2 separate regions of the Mus musculus genome follow, and region 2 is linked to region 1. A link is a contact called in public promoter capture Hi-C data. All regions are on one chromosome and are shown on one strand. The core of a region is the stretch at or near the end of the contact, and the rest is flanking DNA. Distances in the headings are between cores, read along the strand shown. Region 1 holds the start of Max (Max protein). Region 2 has its middle 160 kb from the start of Gm24070.

What was found. Promoter capture Hi-C pulls out the DNA fragments that hold promoters and counts their contacts.
Region 2: a promoter capture Hi-C map of embryonic stem cells shows a contact between it and region 1, with 2.5 times the contacts expected there. The contact joins the enhancer-like site here to the promoter of Max in region 1. A contact is called at or near these places in 2 of 39 promoter capture datasets (embryonic stem cells and hippocampal neurons) and 8 of 115 datasets of contacts at active chromatin or transcription factors (embryonic forebrain, embryonic hindbrain, embryonic stem cells and 3 more).

The regions. Positions count from the first base shown.
Region 1 is chr12:76,960,962-76,963,661 of GRCm38.p6, reverse strand. It overlaps Max (Max protein), which reads left to right and starts at 1,414. Exons shown (of 4, transcript NM_001146176.1): 1 at 1,414-1,672. The coding sequence starts at 1,637.
Region 2 is chr12:77,968,760-77,971,459 of GRCm38.p6, reverse strand. No RefSeq gene overlaps it. Among named protein-coding and RNA genes, the nearest start is that of Gm24070, 160 kb to the right of the region's middle. Within about 2 kb of position 1,264, at least 41 of the 459 cell types and tissues checked have an H3K27ac peak or open chromatin away from gene starts, as enhancers often do. A contact at or near this core is called in embryonic stem cells, where this site is marked.

The sequences.
Region 1 (2,700 bases), core at 165-2,664:
GAGTGAGTTCCAGGACAGCCAGGGCTACACAGAGAAACCCTGTCTCGAAAAACCAACCAACCAACCAAACAAACAAACAAAAAACCCTCTTACCATCTTTGTCTCCCTTACAGCCCTTGACTTCTATTACGAGTCAGTGTCTGCTTATGACTGTGTTCTCATCACTAGGCTTGGCCACACGGACATTTAAGGCCAGCCTGGGCTAGGTGTCAGAAAGATTGTATTACACCACCAAGTTTCTGCACTCAATAGTCAGGGGTTAAATGATTTTTTACTCAAAAAACATTAACTCATAAATCAAACTCAAGACCGCACTCATTTTGAAGATCAATTGTAAAGTGGTAGTCTGGTTAATTTCTCAGATGACCTTATTATTACTGTTTGTTTGTTTGTTTGTTTGTTTGTTGTTTCATTGAGGACCTGGTGCACACTGAAAATGGTGACAGGGTAGTCCGGTTTTTGCTTTCAAAGCTGTGAAGTCTTTGAGGGGACACATCATGCCATTCCTGGGCTGCCACATATTAGATACTTAGCTAAATGCGGGTGGGGACAATGTAGTTACACTTCATACCTCGTTGCATTATGTATGACCTTAACTGGACAGGGAGCTGCACAACTTTCCCGTTTTGATTCTTTTTGCAGTTAATTAAAGTTCTCTATAAACTGGGGCACTCCCTAATCTGCTCCGGCTACAACAAACAGAAGGTAGGTTTTACTTGCACCTACGAGAGGTTTTGTAAACACTCAAGCCCAGCAAGGACAGTTCTCTCGGACAAATGAAAGCAAGATTCTTGAGATGAAGGACACCCGGCGAAATCGGTCCTTTAGTTTGTCCCGTAATGTCTCTTAACACCTTAAACCCAGATAACAGAGGGCCCGCGTGGGCATCTCGACCGCGCCCCCTGGTCAGCCACAGCGTGATTCCTTCCCGGGAGGGTTACGCCCCAGGGCGCAAGTGGAGCGACTCAAGCATTAAACGAGACAATGTAAAAGCAGTCTAGCCAAGAAGAGACAGTGTTATTTTGGCAGCCAGTTTCTCTCCCCCCGCCCCCAAACCCCCGAGCCTCCACCCAATCCCTTGGGCCGGGCGCCCAGAGCTCGGAATTGTGGCCGGCTCCAGGAGCCCAGCTCCCTCCACGTGTCCTGTCTTCCCAGCAGCCTCTCCGCCGCCTGGGGAGGAAAATCTCCTGACAACTCGCGGTCTGTGGACTACATCTCCCGGGAGGCACCGCGCCACTTCTCGCTGCCAACACCCGGGGCGCAGGCGCCCTGAGCTCTGTCAACAAGCGAGTCTGGCGAAGCCTGTGTGCGGTTCCTGATGGGATTTGTAGTTTCTCTGGCTCTCTCTCACTCGCCCATCCGACGCTCGAGGACTACAAGTCTCAGCTACCCCGGCGCGGTGAGCCCGGTCACGTGTTAGGGGGCCGATCGGGCGTGCGTGCCGCCGTTGATCCGGTGCTGCAGTGAGGTGGTTGTCGCCCGTGTTGTGTGTGCGTGAGTGTGTGTGAGTGAGTGAGCGAGTGAGTGAGTGTGTGCGTGGGGGCACTCGGCTTGTTGTTGTCGGTGACTTCCCCCTTCCCTCCACCCCTCCCCTCCCCGGCCGCCGCTGCAGTGGCCGCTCCCTGGGCCGTAGGAAATGAGCGATAACGATGACATCGAGGTGGAGAGCGACGTGAGTCCTGGGGCTTCTTCCTTTCCGTTCGGGTTGTCAGGCGGGGACAGCGGCAAGGGTTCTCAGCCGGGCGACGGCGGGAGGGGGTCGGGTCGCCGCCGCCTCCGTCCTTTTCTCCCCCTCCCCCCGGGGCCGGGACCGCCTGCGTCGCGCTCCAGGCTCGCTCCCCTCCAGTCCTGTCCGGAGAGGCCTCCTGGGACTGAAGGTGGGAGCAGACACGCGGCCTCTGGGACCCCCACATTCTCCCGTGGAGGAGGGTGTCGAGGCCTCCCTCTCCGCTCTGCCCGGCTGGGGATCCCATTATCCTTCCGGATCCTGGGCAAGGAGACCAGCGCTCAGCTCTTGCTCTTTGGGTCCATGAGCTCCCTCCTCCTGTGACCGGTTGATCCTTGGGGTGAAGGGGCTGGGAGTGCTCTGACGCCCTAGAGGGATCGAGGGAGAGCAGGCAGTGTTCCGGATCCCTCTTGTCCGGTTCGGATCCCAGAAGGAGGGGCAGTGCCTGAAACCCCCCCCCCCCCCCCCCCCAACTAGGCTACGGGATCTCGCTGGAGAGAGTGGAAGGGGAAAGAGGGAGGGAGGGGTGTCAGACTGACTCCCCACCCGCTGCTTCCTCCGCCGCCGGCATTTTCTTTCTTATTATTGAATTCGAAGTGTGAAAATAACTTCTGTATTTTCTATTTTTCTCTCTCTCTTATTCCAGGAAGAGCAACCGAGGTTTCAATCTGCGGTACGTCTCCTACTCTCCATTTCATTTTCATTTCCGTTCAGTTTTGGTTCTTTTTGGAGTCAGAAAAAGAGATCGTTCTATTACTTTTAATACTCTTGTAAACTCCTCTTAACCGCTAAGGTGAGGTTGAGTCTGTTGGGGTTGGAGGAGGGGGGCGTTGCAAATCCACATGATTCTTGATATTCAGGTGGTAGATTCTAGTGAGTAGGTAGGTAGGTAGGCAGGCAAGTGAGGAGGCCTGTGCTGTGAACTGAGTTGTTCTGTAGTGTTCAGTGCGGCGGAGATATGTGAGAAATGGAAG
Region 2 (2,700 bases), core at 15-2,514, 1.0 Mb before region 1:
GCTTCAGGTGGATTCCAGAGGACCATCCTGGGCATGGGTGGATTTGTCCAGAAGGAGGTTCACTTGATGTCAATTGTCTTCAGACAATTTTTTTTTGCTGGTGTGAGACTTTCCTTGGGGCCTTGGGAGGAAAGGGTATGTTGTGGGCACTCCTGGCATCTCACAGCACCCAGCTTACATGCTATGTGCTTCTGGGATGAAGGTTCCCCTTGATGCAAACTTTTTGTCACCTGAAACTAGTGCTTTCGTTGGAAGGGGTTCAAGGAACTGATGTCCATCTCCCTGATGACCTTCATATGTTTTAAAATCACAGGGGGAGAACTGGGAAATACTGAAGTAAATCCATATGCTTATCCCTTCAGCATCATATTTGAGAGATACAGCAAGGGGAAGGCTCATTTTGTTTTTTTCTTCTATCAACATAAATTCTGCTCAAATATCTGGTTCAGTTTCCTTAGTAATTTATGCATTCTCAGCTCAGTGATTTTCTGCAGAACCAGCCTTTTATGAGAAACTAGAATTTTCCCGGGGAGAAAATTGCTTTCTCTGTCACTATACTCTATATTTAGTGCATAACCACCTGTGTGACACGACCTGAGATTTCACATCTAAGAGGAGGGAGATGTGCCTTGAAAGGACATCCTTCTGTGGTGGTTAAGGGCAAAAATTTGGGGGTCAGCCTGCCTAGGCTTGATCCCCACTTTTCCACTTACTAGTGACATGATCTTGGGAAAATTGCATAACCCATCTGTGCTTCAGATTTTTTTCATTATAAATTAATGATAATAATAGTATCTATATCATGAAAATTATATGAGGTAAGGAAGGGTTCAGTTTTAGTAACTGTTATTAAGATTTATTGTTTTCTCATTGAAGAGATCAATATGGCCTCCTACAGTTTTAACAGTGGATGCTAAGGTTATAATAATGTTTTACATCAGAATACCTATTTATTGCTTACAAGACTTTTCTCTGCATATTGTCCAGCAGATAAGGAAATTGAGAGCAAAGGCTGAGGCAAAGGGAAGCTGGGGATGTGGGTTTGAGCATGTGAGTTTAGTGCCCACAGAGGCCAGAAGAGGGTGTCAGATCCCTTGGAGCTAGGGTTATAAAGAAAAGGCTAGGTTGATTTCATGACAGGCTTCAAATTGGCAGTTCAGGAGACAAGGCCTAAATCTCTGTTTATAAGAACTGGGCAAGTCCAGGCAAAGTCCAGGCCTTAGAAGTTGCTCTGCAAGTTGCCTGAGGCAAGGACAATGAGTCAGCAGCAGTTTCCAGACTTCCTTAGCAACAGTTTCCAGCCCCCCAGTGCCTGGTAACTGTTCTGGAAAGTCCCTAGAGATGGAGCAGGATGAAGGTCACCTATCCGGGAATTCCACTAATGTGCTGTAAATGTGGCCTGGGAGCTCACTTGGTTATCTCTTTATCTTGGTAATTGGGAGACCCCAGCATGCTGGATTTCTGCAGCATAAAACACTCTTTGCTTTTACACACTATTTGAGTCCAGGGTATCTCTCACTCTTCGGAAAATCATGGTCCCTTAGAATAAGTATTTGTGAGCCTCCAGTTATGGTTGCCAGGAACCAAACCTGAGTTCTCTGCAAGTGCAGTACACACTCTGGAGCACCAAATCATCTTTCAGCACAAGATGGATTAGTTTTTAAGGAGAGCTGCTGAATACAGAGTTAAGTCTTCTCATCCCAAGTTTATGTCATTTCCTCGAGTGAGGATGTTATTCAGTTAGGTGTTGATAACTTCCCTCTTAAATGATCCTGCTACTGAAATCTCTCATTATATTAAGACAGTGCCACCAAAGAGCATCCACAACTGTCCCTGTCCCTTTCTGTTTATTGTTAGTAAGGTAGCAGTTGCTGCACTAACAAGCAAACATGAAAGTTTCAGTGACTCAACGCAAGTTAGGTCTGACCCAGAGCCTGTCAGTGTTCTCGACTGGGCAGCCACTCTGGGACATAGGCATCTTCCTCTCTTGGGGCCCTAACTTTCTTTCTTTCTTTCCAGGTTGAGTTGGTAAAAGGTCACTGTGGGGGTCACAGGGATATTTCTACCCATTTGTTTTTAGCCACACCAACTCAGAAGTAGCATATGTAACTTCCTCTTGCATTTCAATGGCTAATGTTAGTTGTGTAGTTCAGATAAGTGTGAGTAAGCCTGGGGTAGGGAGGCTCCAACTGGATTGTCACTTGTTGAGAACCCTCTAGAAGTCATGGATTTGTGTGGTGATCAGCTTATTGTTTCTGCCACACCCATCTGCCACTCTATCCAGTCACTGCCACTATGCCTTTATTTTGTCTCTAAAATGTCTTTCATACTCTGTTTCTATCCCCACAGCCATCACCATGGTCTAGGCCTTGCTGTCACATAGTAGTACATTATCACAGCTACTTAAGCGATTCCTCTGCTTCCATTCTTTGTACTTTTCCGTCTCTCTCACATGCCACAGCCAGATTAATCATCCAGAATTATTCTTTTAAAATGCTATATTTCAATGGCTCTATTCAACAACAATGGCTGGGTTCCTGTCTATGTAAAACACGGGGCTAGATATTGAAGAGGCTCCTACATAAACAGTGCTTGGTTCCTGAATTTAAGTTGCTTGTAGGTAGATGGAATTAACATAGTACTGTGAACTGGGGACTGAAGCAAACAGTAAGCACCTGGAGAGGAATAGCTGCGAACTTC